Linked DNA regions of Triticum aestivum: region 1 is linked to region 2. The links are chromatin contacts, called in public Hi-C maps. All regions are on one chromosome and are shown on one strand. The core of a region is the stretch at or near the end of the contact, and the rest is flanking DNA. Distances in the headings are between cores, read along the strand shown. Region 1 holds the start of LOC123189220 (probable receptor-like protein kinase At1g49730). Region 2 holds the start of LOC123189219 (PI-PLC X domain-containing protein At5g67130).

Evidence for each region. A called contact is a pair of places that touch in the nucleus more often than the background predicts.
Region 1: a Hi-C map of leaf shows a contact between it and region 2, with 5 times the contacts expected there. The contact joins the promoter of LOC123189220 here to the promoter of LOC123189219 in region 2. A contact is called at or near these places in 2 of 5 Hi-C or Micro-C datasets (both in leaf) and 1 of 1 datasets of contacts at active chromatin or transcription factors (leaf).

What each region holds. Positions count from the first base shown.
Region 1 is chr2A:523,589,102-523,595,636 of IWGSC CS RefSeq v2.1, reverse strand. LOC123189220 (probable receptor-like protein kinase At1g49730) reads right to left here and starts at 4,359. Exons shown (of 9, transcript XM_044601584.1): 1 at 4,033-4,359; 2 at 2,425-2,973; 3 at 1,066-1,353; 4 at 603-864; 5 at 436-488; 6 at 274-341; 7 at 1-23. The coding sequence starts at 4,123.
Region 2 is chr2A:523,283,014-523,289,806 of IWGSC CS RefSeq v2.1, reverse strand. It overlaps LOC123189219 (PI-PLC X domain-containing protein At5g67130), which reads left to right and starts at 3,719. Exons shown (of 7, transcript XM_044601582.1): 1 at 3,719-4,019; 2 at 4,139-4,399; 3 at 5,227-5,325; 4 at 5,413-5,716; 5 at 5,818-6,041; 6 at 6,152-6,238; 7 at 6,329-6,710. The coding sequence starts at 3,930. The coding sequence ends at 6,484.

The DNA.
Region 1 (6,535 bases), core at 3,110-5,609, 310 kb before region 2:
TCACAATAGAAATGAAGGTACTCCTGAAACAAAAAGGTAACTCATAGTTGGTAGTTGATAGTCAACAATAACAATAACAACATTTGAAATATACTTGGTGTCGATAGAAAGAAATGGATGGGAACCGATATACACTTGGTGCACATACAAACTACAGTTTTAAGCGAACACCAACTATTCCAATTGCTGACTTAGACAAACAGGGAAAAACCGCAGGGCAGCATGAATTACTTGATCCAATTCAGAATCCATAACACACTTCCGGAAACTTACCAAAGCATTTGCAACATCAATGGCGATTTGGATCCTATTTTTCCACGGCAGCAGAAGTTTACCTGACGCTGCAAAGAGAAGAATGCTTTTCTGCACATAATTCAACAAATGATGTAGCATAAGACATGGAATGAGAATGAAACATCAGTCGTGAGGTATTACAATGAAGGTGATCCTTAAGGCTTCCATTTTCCATGTATTCATAAACCTGGAACCTGGGAAATTGTAAAGCACCACAAATTGGTTAATACCTGAACCTTACTTCTCAAACTTTGTTAAAAAATACCCCTAAATGTGACAAGATGGCGATGATGAGGCAGGTACTTTACCTCTCAAATTTTGTTAAACAATAACCTTTAAGTCCAACAAGATGTCGATGATGCAGCCGCCCAAGAAATTCCATTTCTTTGCAGAATGCCAGCAAATCTTGTTTTGGTGAGCTCTCTATACGCTTAATGGCAACCACAGAACCATTGCTCAGTTGTCCTTTGAATATTGTTGCATTATCATTCCCTCCCAGCGTGGTGCTAAAGTTTCTTGTTGCCCTTCTCATTTCTGCGTAACTAAATCTGCCAAAAATGGTGGAAGTACCTGCAAAACAATATTGCTAAGCAGATGAACTGAAAAGGGTCCCGCAACTGATTCTAATAGTAAGTGATTCAAAAGCAGACTCAAACATCACTCCATCAAGTTTAAATTAAAGTAACATATAATTTCATAAACAAATTGTCGAGACAGAGCTTACAAATAAAAGAAAGGCAGCACCATGACCACAGCTCATTAAATGTTTACCTTCTTGGCCCTTCGTGACACAGGAACTCAACACTTTCAAAGGGTTAATTCCCTCAATCTTTTCTAGTTCTTTGCTCTTTCTTCGGATAAGTAAAATCAGTACTACCAGTAGTGTAACTGACAATCCTGTAACCAAGGTCCCGACAGCAGGGAATATTACACGCTTGTAACTATGATGATGGTTGGATGACACTTCAGCAACATGCTCCCCAGGAATTTGCGATGCAAATGGACTGGGAGAAATATTTGGTGCAGGATATCCAGCTGGGGATGATGTCGAGATGTTCACTGCATGAGATTCATAAATTATTACAACACTCAACAACCACATCCCATAAAGAAGGCGCATTTTAAGTATAAAGGAATTTATTATATATTACTCCCTCCGCCCCATAATATAAGAGCATTTTTTACACTAGTGTACTGTCAAAATGAACATTATGTTCTATGGCACTATTTTTCATTACAAAGCACATATGGACATTATGTTCTATGGCACTACTTTTCATTACAAAGCACATATGTGCCATTGCTGCCAACGACGTCACATTTAACTATAAAGCAACAAAATCAAGTAAGAGCTCTGTATATTTTCCAAGCAGAAAGTCAATCAACTTACTCAAAATAAACTATCTTGCCAACCAACACAGTAAAATGAAACAGTTTTGAAGAGAAGCCAACATATACTCCATTTACCAAAGTGTATATCCATATGAAACTTTTACTACAAATCAATAACAAAAATGTGCATCCTGGGATGTCCACTGATCTCTTGGCGGCTGTGTAACTCTGCCTCCTAGGAGGATGTAAATTCCCTATCTTTCCAATGCAATGAAACGCAAAGGCCATTTGCGTTTTCTCGAAAAAAAATAACAAAAATGTGCTGATTAATATTACCTCCATCCCAAAATTCTTATCTTAGATTTGTCTAGATACGGATGTATCTATAGTGATACATCATATAAGACAAGAATTTTGGGACGGAGGGAGTATAATACCTATAATTTGCATACTGTGAAATATGTGCAAATGTGTCACACTCAAAAAAAGTGCTGCACAGCTGAAGCTTTGAAAAGAAAACTGCTGATGATCATGTTGATTCATGAAATGCACTAGCCTTAGCAGTTAACACTCTCCAAGAAAAGGAAAAGGTGTTATTCCTCTATAAGGTGCTACATAAGTTAGACAACTCATAGTTGTAAATCCTGTGGGGTTTATGCAGTGCACTGGCATTAAGAAGTCCGAACAAAAGATATGTAATATTATTCTCCCTCTATAAGTTATGAAATACAAAAGTAATGTGTGGCCAAAATTTTATTAAGTGCATCCATTCTATGATAGACAGGAGAAAATTCGAACCTTGAAGAGCACTCAGCTCCTGAACACTGAAAAAGCAACCCGCCGTATCAAGAGTAGATATGTTCCCTTGACTCACAAAAGCAACAAAGGCAGCATCACGGCAGGTGTTCAATGTGACATTATCTTGTTCTCCCACAAGATGGCGGAGGTATGACAAACCAGAATTTAAGCACCTCTTGCAGCTCACGGCATCTGGAAGTGAGGTTGCACAATTTCTAGTCACGTCACTGAAATTCGGAGACTGTAACATTTGGACGATAGTAGTCATCCCAACGCACTGATAGGACGCCTGAATCTTGATCCCGAGGCCACAAAACGAAGCTGCAGTAGGAAGTATCCCATTGGACACGAAGGTGTCTGAGATATTGCGAATACAGGCATCGGCAAGTTCAGATGGAACCCCAAGAGTGCCTGTTGTGTTCGCATACATTGCAGATGAGACCGCGAGGACGGCATTGATATAGCGGCAACACTTTGAGTGCCCATTCTGATCCGAGCATACAGAAGCTATCAGCGCAAAGTTTGGCCAACTGAAATCTAACGGACAATCTGCATGGTCAAGCAACAAACATGAGTAACGATGCAAGTATGGCCGGTCCATAATCACAAAACTTTTGAAAGAGGAGACTCATCACTCTGTATCTTCACTAAATTTGGCAAAGCGGATGCCACACACACACAGAAAGAGAAAAACGCGTAACTGATGTAGTACAGCAAGCGTGATTTGTAGGTGCAGCACAGCTTATGCTCACAGCGTGAATTGTGCTCGTATCTAGCAGAAGTGGAGTTAACACCATTGGGAATAGGCCACATGACCAGTACTAGCTGGGTACGTGCCTAATGGATTGCCTGCCATAAATGTCATACTATCCATATTTCCCTCATTACACCAGAGCTGCTACGAAACCGAATATAGAGCATTTGATGGTACACTCTAGGCTAGCACATATAAGCGATAAAACAACCCATGTGCACCTGAGGAACATCAGGCAAATCAAAAATATCTTGTGACATTATCAGTGGTTCAGTAACGCCAAATGCCAGGACTGAAACCCTCACGGACAGCCAAGTCCAACGGCTATTGAAACCCAAGAGCCATGAAAGTCCATCGGCCCAGTCGTACGTGTACAGCAACCCCATTAGGTAAGGGAATTGAATGGCCTAAGGAAGGACTCCAACGCGAGGGGGAGTGAGCAGAGTAGGCCCTGAGAGCAGAGGCCGTCGCTGCCAACTACACTGCGTCTACAGAAGAATGCAGGCGAAAAATGCGCCCCGTACCAGTCGTGCTTAGGGATTGTTCCCGGGCTACATCTCGCACCTAAAATGCCTGCTATTCGCGTTAGCCTCTCCTAAAAATGAAGTCCTAAATCTACAGTACTGTACCAATATTCTGGGCTGAACCATTAGAGAAAACTCAAAGGCTTTAGGGACGCATCGAATGGGCGTCGGAAGGGGAGAAATCGAAATCAGTGATTGAGCGAAGCGCGCCCACAGCCGTCGCCGTCGCCGACCGATCCCTCGAACCCCAAATACCAAATGCAGCTAATGCTGTTCCGCCACTGGAGCGGAGTGGGCTTCAACCAGTTGCTAGAGACGAGAACGGTTTACCTGCCGCGATCGCCGCGGGCGGAAGCGGGGCCAGGAGCGCGACGGCCGCGGCGGCCAGCGCCGCGCAGAGGAGCGGCCCGGGACGCCGCATCCGGGGGCCGGCGGCGCGGTGCAGCCCTCGTGTCGGGCGCAGCGAGAGATGAACAGGAGCGGAAAGGTGGGGTTTGTCCGGTGAGGGCGCGGAAGGAAGGAATGGGATGCCAGGCTGACGGTGCCCCGACGCCAACCCAATATGCTCGTTTGTGTTGCTGACTGCGGCCGCGGCGCTGCCGCTTTCCTTTTCCTCTTTGCTTTGCGGGTCGCAGCGCGGCGCCTTTTTCTAGCCGCGCGTGGAAGAGTGGGCGGGGGACGGGGGTTTTGGGATGGGCTCCTCCCGGTCACGGGCACGGGTGCGCGGAACTGCGAATGCGAGCGACGCGGACGACTTGGGGAGTCTGCTCCGGCTCCGCGGACCACGGGTGGGGTGCACATGGCGCGGTAGTCTGACTCTCACCGGGCCACGCGACCAAACAAACCCGTCGCCGTATCCAAGAACCAGTACTGTGCGAGTGTTGATCGTGTCCTTTTGTGGGCGATGGCCTGGTGAGCCCCAGATGCTTGCGGTCGACCTCCCTCCAGCCTCAGGGACCGACTCAAAAGAATGACGATTTCGTTCGCTTTTTGTCCGTTTGGATCGGCCGCCCACCCGGCTCCGCCCTGTTTTAGATATGGATCGGCAGCGTGTCTAACACATCGAGCCATATGTACCGGCGTGGCCGGCTAGCCGCCCTATTTTAACAAATAGCTCATTTTTCCATTGATTTTGCATTTAAGTATATAGTTAAGTAAGATAGTTTGAATCGAATAAAATAGTATAGTTTTACAAGCTGAATAAACATAAAAAATGTCTCACATAGTTTTGCAAGCCGAATAAATAAGATACATCTATTGGTTGTCAACATGAGCCCACATATACTCAACCAAATCATTTTGCAGTTGCAAGTGAGTTTTCAATCACGCATGTCATGATGAAATTGGATGAGCTGTTCAAACGTTGCCGCTCATTCATGCTCAGGCACAACATTCTCACCCTGAAACTGAAACCCTTGATCATACGGACGTTCCGGACGCTCATATTCTATGATTATATTGTGCATAATCACACAAGCAGTCATCACCTCCCACAGTTTCTGCGTGCTCCAAGTATTAGCATGATACCGAACGATGCCTCATCGAGATTGCAAAACACCAAAGGCATGCTCGACATCCTTCCTAGCACTCTCTTGCTCTTGGGCAAATCTTTTCCTTTTCTCTCCGACAGGGTTGGGAATTGTCTTGACAATAGTGGTCCACTGAGGATAGATACCGTCACCCAGGTAGTATCCTTTGTCGTAGTTGTGGCCGTTGATAGTAAAGTTCACCGGTGGGTTGTCGCCTTCGGCAAGCCTAGCAAACACCGGCGAACGCTGAAGCACGTTGATATCATTGTGTGATCCGGCCATGCCAAAGAAAGAGTGCCAGATCCAGAGATCTTGAGACGCCACGGACTAGTATGACAATGCAAGCGTTGACATGGCCCTCATACTGTCCGTGCCAAGCAGAAGGGCAATTCTTCCACTCCCAGTGCATGCAATCTATGCTGCCAAGCAGGGGCGTAGCCAGGACCCGGGCTGCCCAGGCCATGGCCCTGGTCGTGGAGAGGAAATCCTTCGTTAACTTTAGCTACAGTAGCGTATTGTAGCTACAGTAATTACTGTAGCGCCAAGGGTGGCCCGGGTGAGGGAGTCCTGGATTAGGGGGTGTTCGGGTAGCCGGACTATACCTTCAGCCGGACTCCAGGACTATGAAGATACAAGATTGAAGACTTCGTTCTGTGTCCGGATGGGACTTTCCTTGGCGTGGAAGGCAAGCTTGGCGATGCGGATATTCAAGATCTCCTACCATTGTAACCGACTTTGTGTAACCCTAACCCTCTCCGGTGTCTATATAAACCGGAGGGTTTTAGTCCGTAGGACAACTTCATCATACGACAATCATACCATAGGCTAGCTTTTAGGGTTTAGCCTCCTTGATCTCGTGGTAGATCTACTCTTGTACTACCCATATCATCAATATTAATCAAGCAGGACGTAGGGTTTTACCTCCATCAAGAGGGCCCGAACCTGGGTAAAACATCATGTTCCTTGCCTCCTGTTACCATCCGGCCTAGATGCATAGTTCGGGACCCCCTACCCGAGATCCGCCGGTTTTGACACCGACATTGGTGCTTTCATTGAGAGTTCCTCTGTGTCGTCGCTTTTAGGCCCGATGGCTCCTTCGATCATCAACAACGATGCAGTCCAGGGTGAGACTTTTCTCCCCGGACAGATCTTCATCTTCGGCGGCTTCGCACTGCGGGCCAATTCGCTTGGCCACCTTGAGCAGATCGAAAGCTACGCCCCTGGCCATCGGGTCAGGTCTGGAAGCCTAAACTACACGGCTGACATCCGCGGGGACTTGATCTTCGATGGATTCGAGCCACCGC
Region 2 (6,793 bases), core at 2,470-4,969:
CGACGCCCACAAATACTTTGTGTTCTACTCGTGCATAGTAACTACGCATAAACCTGGTTCTGATACCACTGTTGGGGAACGTATCAGAAATTCAAAATTTTCTACGCATCACCAAGATCAATCTATGGAGTAATCTAGCAACGAGGGTAAGGAGAGTGCATCTACATACCCTTGTAGATCGCTAAGCGGAAGCGTTCAAGTGAACGGGGTTGATGGAGTCGTACTCGTCGTGATCCAAATCACCGATGATCCTAGTGCCGAACGGACGGCACCTCTGTGTTCAACACATGTACAGCCCGGTGACGTCTCCTACGCCTTGATCCAGCAAGGGGAGAAGGAGAGGTTGGGGAAGACTCCATCCAGCAGCAGCACGACGGCGTGGTGGTGGTGGAGGAGCACGGGACTCCAGCAGGGCTTCGCCAAGCACTACAAGAGACGAGGAGGAAGAGAGGTAGGGCTGCCCAAGAGGGAGAGAATCTCGTGTGTCTTGTAGCCTCCAATACCTCAAGTATATATAGGGGAAGGGGAGGGGCTGCGCCCCCACCTAGGGTTCCCTCCCTAGGGGTGGCGGCAGCCCCCAGATCCCATCTGGGTGGCGGCCATAAGGGGGAGAGGGGGAGGCGCACCTGGGGTGGGCCTTAGGGCCCATCTGCCCTAGGGTTTGCCCCCTTCCCTCTTGGAGGCGCCTTGGGCCTTGGTGGGAGGCGCCCCAGCCCACCTAGGGGCTGGTCCCTTCCCACTATTGGCCCATGTAGGCCTCCGGGGCTGGTGGCCCCACCTGGTGGACCCCCGGACCCCTCCGGTGGTCCCGGTACACTACCTGTGATACCCGGAACACTTCCAGTGGCCAAAACCATACTTCCTATATATCGATCTTTACCTCCGGACCATTCCGGAACTCCTCGTGACGTCCGGGATCTCATCCGGGACCCCGAACAACATTCGGCAACCGCGTACATACTTTTCCTATAACCCTAGCGTCATCGAACCTTAAGTGTGTAGACCCTACGGGCTCGGGAGTCATGCAGACATGGCCGAGACAACTCTCCAGTCAATAACCAATAGCGGGATCTGGATACCCATGCTGACTCCCACATGCTCCACGATGATCTCATCGGATGAACCACGATGTCGTAGATTCAATCAATCCCGTATACAATTCCCTTTGTCTATCGGTACGATACTTACCCGAGATTCGATCGTCGGTATCCGGTACCTTGTTCAATCTCGTTACCGGAAAGTCTCTTTACTCGTTCCATAACACATCATCCCGTGATCAACTCCTTGATCACATTGTGCACATTATGACGATGTCCTACCGAGTGGGCCCAGAGATACCTCTCCGTTTACACGGAGTGACAAATCCCAGTCTCGATTCGTGCCAACCCAACTGACACTTTCGGAGATACCTGTAGTGTACCTTTATAGCCACCCAGTTACGTTGTGACGTTTGGCACACCCAAAGCACTCCTACGGTATCCGGGAGTTGCACAATCTCATGGTCTAAGGAAATGATACTTGACATTAGAAAAGCTTTAGCATACGAACTACATGATCTTGTGCTAGGCTTAGGATTGGGTCTTGTCCATCACATCATTCTCCTAATGATGTGATCCCGTTATCAACGACATCCAATGTCCATGGTCAGGAAACCGTAACCATCTATTGATCAACGAGCTAGTCAACTAGAGGCTTACTAGGGACATGGTGTTGTCTATGTATCCACACATGTATCTGAGTTTCCTATCAATACAATTCTAGCATGGATAATAAACGATTATCATGAATAAGGAAATATAATAATAACCAATTTATTATTGCCTCTAGGGCATATTTCCAACAGTTTGTGCTCGAAATGGGTCGGCCCGGACACAAAACGGACAAGATGGGTCCGGGCCGTCGCGCGCTGGGCCGCCTCGTTTGTCCGTTTTACCCCAAACGGACGGGGCCGGATAGGATAGGGTCACGCGGTGGAGTTGGCCTAAGAGCAACTCCAACGGGCCGACTCAAATGGACGGCGCTTTTGTCCGCTTTTTGTCCGTTTGGATCGGCCCGGCGGACATAAACGTCCGGCGCTGTGTTTGGGTCGGCGCGAGCGCCCAACGCTGGCCCGACCTATTTCCTCGACGCGCCAAAAAAATATAGCGAGCAGTTTGAAAATAAATATATGCATTTAATTAAACATATAAACCGGTCACGAAGGCCGGCGAAAGTCCACATTACATTAATAAAAACACTAAAAACAAGACGACGCGCTGCCCTAGGCGTCCTCGTCGGCGGCAACATCTGCGTCGGGACCGGTGAGGTTGATCAACGTCGGCGCAGGGTCGGCCCAGGGGAACGCCGTGTTTCAGACAGCGGTGGTGTCGGGCTTTGCCGCCGCTGCCTGGGCCTGGCGCGCCTCCTCGTCGCCTCGCGCTCGAGCATCTGCAGACGCTCGCCCTCCCGACGTTCCTCGGCCAGCCGAACACGGCGCCAGTGGTCGAGGTAGGCCGCCTCCTACTTCTCCGTCGCCCCGAACCAGATCGGCTGAGCGCTGACCCACTCGCGCACTAATCCGGTCCAGGAGTAGCGCTCGCGGTAGGCCGGCTCCTCCGACTCGGTTTTGGGCGGGGACGGTGGGGCCATTGGCGGCACGACGCAGTCGCCCGCCGCGGAGAGGGCCATGGCCGCCTCGTCCGCCGCTCCTCCTCCTCGCTCTCCTTGATGGCTGCCTGGTAGGTGTCCTCGGCCTCCTGGTCCTCGTCGCGGACGATGAGCGCGGGCGGCGGCAGGCTGTGGTTGACGCCGCGGACGCCGCGTCGCCTCGTCTCCTCGTGCTCGAAGGCGAACCATCGAGCCCAGTTGGGCGAGTCGGCGGCGAAGTGCGGGTCGGCGCGCTGCTCCGACGTCAGCAACGCCCGCCGGCGCCGCACCTCCTCCGCATGGGCCCTCGCCGTCCGCGGCGCCGCCGGCACCGGGATCCTCTCCGGATCCAAATGTCAGTCATGCGGCAGCGTCACGTCCGGGTACGGCAGAGGCACGCGGTGGTGCCAGTGCTACTCGGCCTGGTGATGCGCTGCCTTTGCCGGGGAGCGCGCGCCGGCGCGAGGAGGGCGGGGAGGGAGGGGGAATGGCGGGCGGGGGCTTTGCCCTTGCGGCTGCTGCCGATGCCGGAGAAGAAACCCATGCTGGCGGTGGCTAGGGTTGTCGCTGGCATGAGGGCAGGGGTGCCAGATGGGGACGTGGGGCGAGTGGTAAGTGGATGAGGACGGCCCGGCCGCACGTCCGGCTTAAAAAAGGACTACCGCCGTCGCTGACGCGTGGGCCCAAGGTAGGTAGTCGTCATAAATTATGTTGACCGTGGCGGTTGGGTGGCCGTCAGGTGGGGTCACGGCAGACGGCGAGACGCGCGGCGCGTCCGTTTCGCGTTCGCGCCGACGCATTCAAGGCGCAATTTTGAACCGAAAGTGGATCGGCGCGGACGCCGGACGGACACGATTTGAGTTTGGGTCGGCGCGTTGAGCCTCCATTTTTGTCCGCGCCGACCCAAACTTATGCTGACGGATGAAATGGGTCGGGGAGTTGCTCTAACACCCCCTATCGTAGTATGACAACGACTATTTGACATTGCACCTGACCACCGCAACTGGATGAGCCCGCACCCGTACCATCACTCTGTCCCCTTGACTGACACATGGGGCCAAGCGCAATAACAAACAAACGCCGCAGCCAGCGACCAAGATGAGCGACGCGGAAAAACAGAGCGTAAACCACACACATAAGCAAGCGACGAAACCTGGAATGTCCGGCCTTACAAGCCACACAACACAAGGATTGCAGGCTTGCTCCTCCACCAGCTTCCGCTGTCCGCCGTCTCTGGGAGGACCAGCCGCGCAGCGCAGGGCAGAGCTTGCCGGAGGAGGGCGGCCGCGGCAAGAAGAATTGAGATGGCCAAGGAGACGGTGCTCCTCGTCGTGGCTTTCGCCGTTGCCGCCGCCTTCCTGTGCTCGTGCCCCGTCGCCGTCTCCGCACGGAAGGTACGCTCGCCGGTGGTTTTGGACATGTCACCAGTGACATTGAGCTTTCTCGGCGGCGATTGTGATTGCGCTGCGCTCCCGTGGACGGACATGATCTCCGGCTGCTGCACTGCATGCAGGTGGGCGAGACGTGCGCGCTGTCGCGGAACTGCGACGCCGGGCTGCACTGCGAGACGTGCGTGGTGGACGGCAACGTGCGGCCGCGCTGCACCCGCGTGACCCCCGTCGACCCGCAGAGCAAGGACCGGGGGCTGCCGTTCAACCGCTACGCGTGGTTGACGACGCACAACTCCTTCGCGCGGCTGGGCACCCAGTCCCAGACCGGGACGGCCATCGTCACGGCGTTTAACCAGCAGGACACCATCGCCGAGCAGCTCAATGTGAGTCCATCCCCGCCCGCTCTCGCTCCCGCTCTGGCTCTGCTCTCTCTTCCGTCTACCTGCTGACCTGTGGGACCGGCGAGTATTAGAGTCCATGTTAGACCCTGTCAGCGTGCCGCGGTGGGGTGAGGTGTCCCCGGACGCAACACATGTCAAAGATCCTCGTCCACGTGTCCAAGGCGCAGCGCACCTCCAGGCGCCGGTCTTTTTCTGTCGCTGGTTTGCGTGCACGCCCACACGCTTGCTTGGAGCGTTGGCGCGGCAATGCTAGCTGCAAGGACTACCCACACCGCACACATGGCAGCCACCCGTGACGGGCACTCCTCTCTTTGTATCCAGTGTGGGTGAGACGTGTGGTGTCTGCTCCAATTCGGATAGCACGTCCATTTCTGGTCGCATTCAGTCCTCGCTGAAATAAACACGATGTGATCTGTGGACGGGACGAGAGTCCCTCGGAATTACTACTTCCAACGTAAAATTGATGCCATTCTCGAGCTCAAGGGTTAGGTCCCAAGTACTCCCTTCGTTTTTATTTACTCTGTATATTAGATTTGACTGTTTATTTACTCTGCATATTAGAGTTGACTGAAATCAAACTTCGTAAAGTTTGACCAAGTTTGTAGAAAATAATATAGACATTTATCATAATAAATCTATACGATGTGAAAGTACATTCAATAATAAATCTAATGTTGTTGATTTGTTATTGTATATCTTAATATTTTTGTTTATAAACTTGATCAAAGTTTGTAAAGCTTGACTTTGACCAAAGTTAATATGCGAACTAAATAAAAACAGAGAGAGCAATAGAATTTCTTGTGTCGCAGAACGGCGTGAGGGGGCTGATGCTGGACATGTACGACTTCCGCAACGACATATGGCTCTGCCACTCCTACGGAGGCGCATGCCGAAACTTCACCGCATTCGTAACAAAACACCAACCAAACTATACTTTACTAGGACCAATCCCTCTCGTCGACGACTAACTAGCGTTGCATGTTCGTCGACGACAGACGCCGGCGGTGAACGTGCTCCGGGAGATCGAGGCGTTCCTGAGGAGGAACCCCTCCGAGGTGATCACGATCTTCATCGAGGACTACGTGGAGGCGCCCATGGGGCTCACCCGGGTGTTCAACGCCTCCGGCCTGACGCCGTACCTGTTCCCCGTGTGGCGCATGCCCAAGAACGGCGGCGACTGGCCGCTGCTCAGCGACATGGTCCGCGACAACCACCGCCTCCTCGTCTTCACCTCCAGGTCCGCCAAGGAGGCCGCCGAGGGCTTCGCACACGAGTGGGGCTACGTCGTCGAGAACCAGTGTACGTGCGCGCCGATCATCATCGATCCGTCAGCACACGTGAGCGATTAGCCAGGAAGGAGAACCTGACGATGTTGTATCTGTCCATTCCATGTGCTGCAGATGGGAGCAAAGGGATGGTGAAGGGGTCGTGCCCGAACCGCGCCGAGTCGGCGGCCATGAACGACCTGTCGAGGTCTCTGGTGCTGGTGAACTACTTCCGGGACCTCCCCAACTTCCCGGAGGCGTGCAAGGACAACTCGGCGCAGCTGCTGGGCGTGCTCGACACCTGCCACGCCGCGTCGGGGGACAGATGGGCCAACTTCATCGCCGTCGACTTCTACAAGGTATCACATCCTTATCAGTTATCAGTTAGTTACTCTATGATGAATATGAGCACGATGAGGACTCGCTGAGTGCTGATGATGTCAAATAATTTCTGGTGATGGTTACCCAGAGAAGCGACGGAGGCGGCGCCGCGGAAGCCACGGACAAGGCCAACGGCGGGCTGGTTTGTGGATGCGGAAGCATAGCTGCCTGCACTGTAAATATACATGCCTCGATGCTTGCCTGCCAATGTTTACTGCATGTTTCGGCAAAGTGTTCACAAGATTTGTCTGTGTGTTTTGCGCAGAGTAATGGTACATGCTCGCCGCGCCGGCGCGGGAGCACGCCCAAAGGCATCTTCAACAAGACCTCAGACGCCGCTTCGTGGCAGCCGCCGGCCATGTTGCGATGGCAGCAGCTGATGCTGCTAGCCACCTTCACTGATCTACTATTATGCTTGTAGAAGAACATTGGACTCTGAATCAGCAAAACTTTTGACTAGCTGGCAGACTGTAAATCATACGTAGATGCAAACTAGAGATTTTATGTGCCGGGTTCTCATCGCACGCTGCAAGTAAACTTTACTGTTAAATTTCTGCTAGGCCAAAATTCGGCCATTGTATGACGTAGCTTGTACTAAGTTATGTATGTGATGAACTCTTTTGTTTGGAAGTTATGCATATTTGGTAGCTAAGGGCAACTCCAACGCATATCATCAAATCCCCCGCAAATGTCCGAACCGGACAGTGTAGATATTTTTTGCCATCCCACG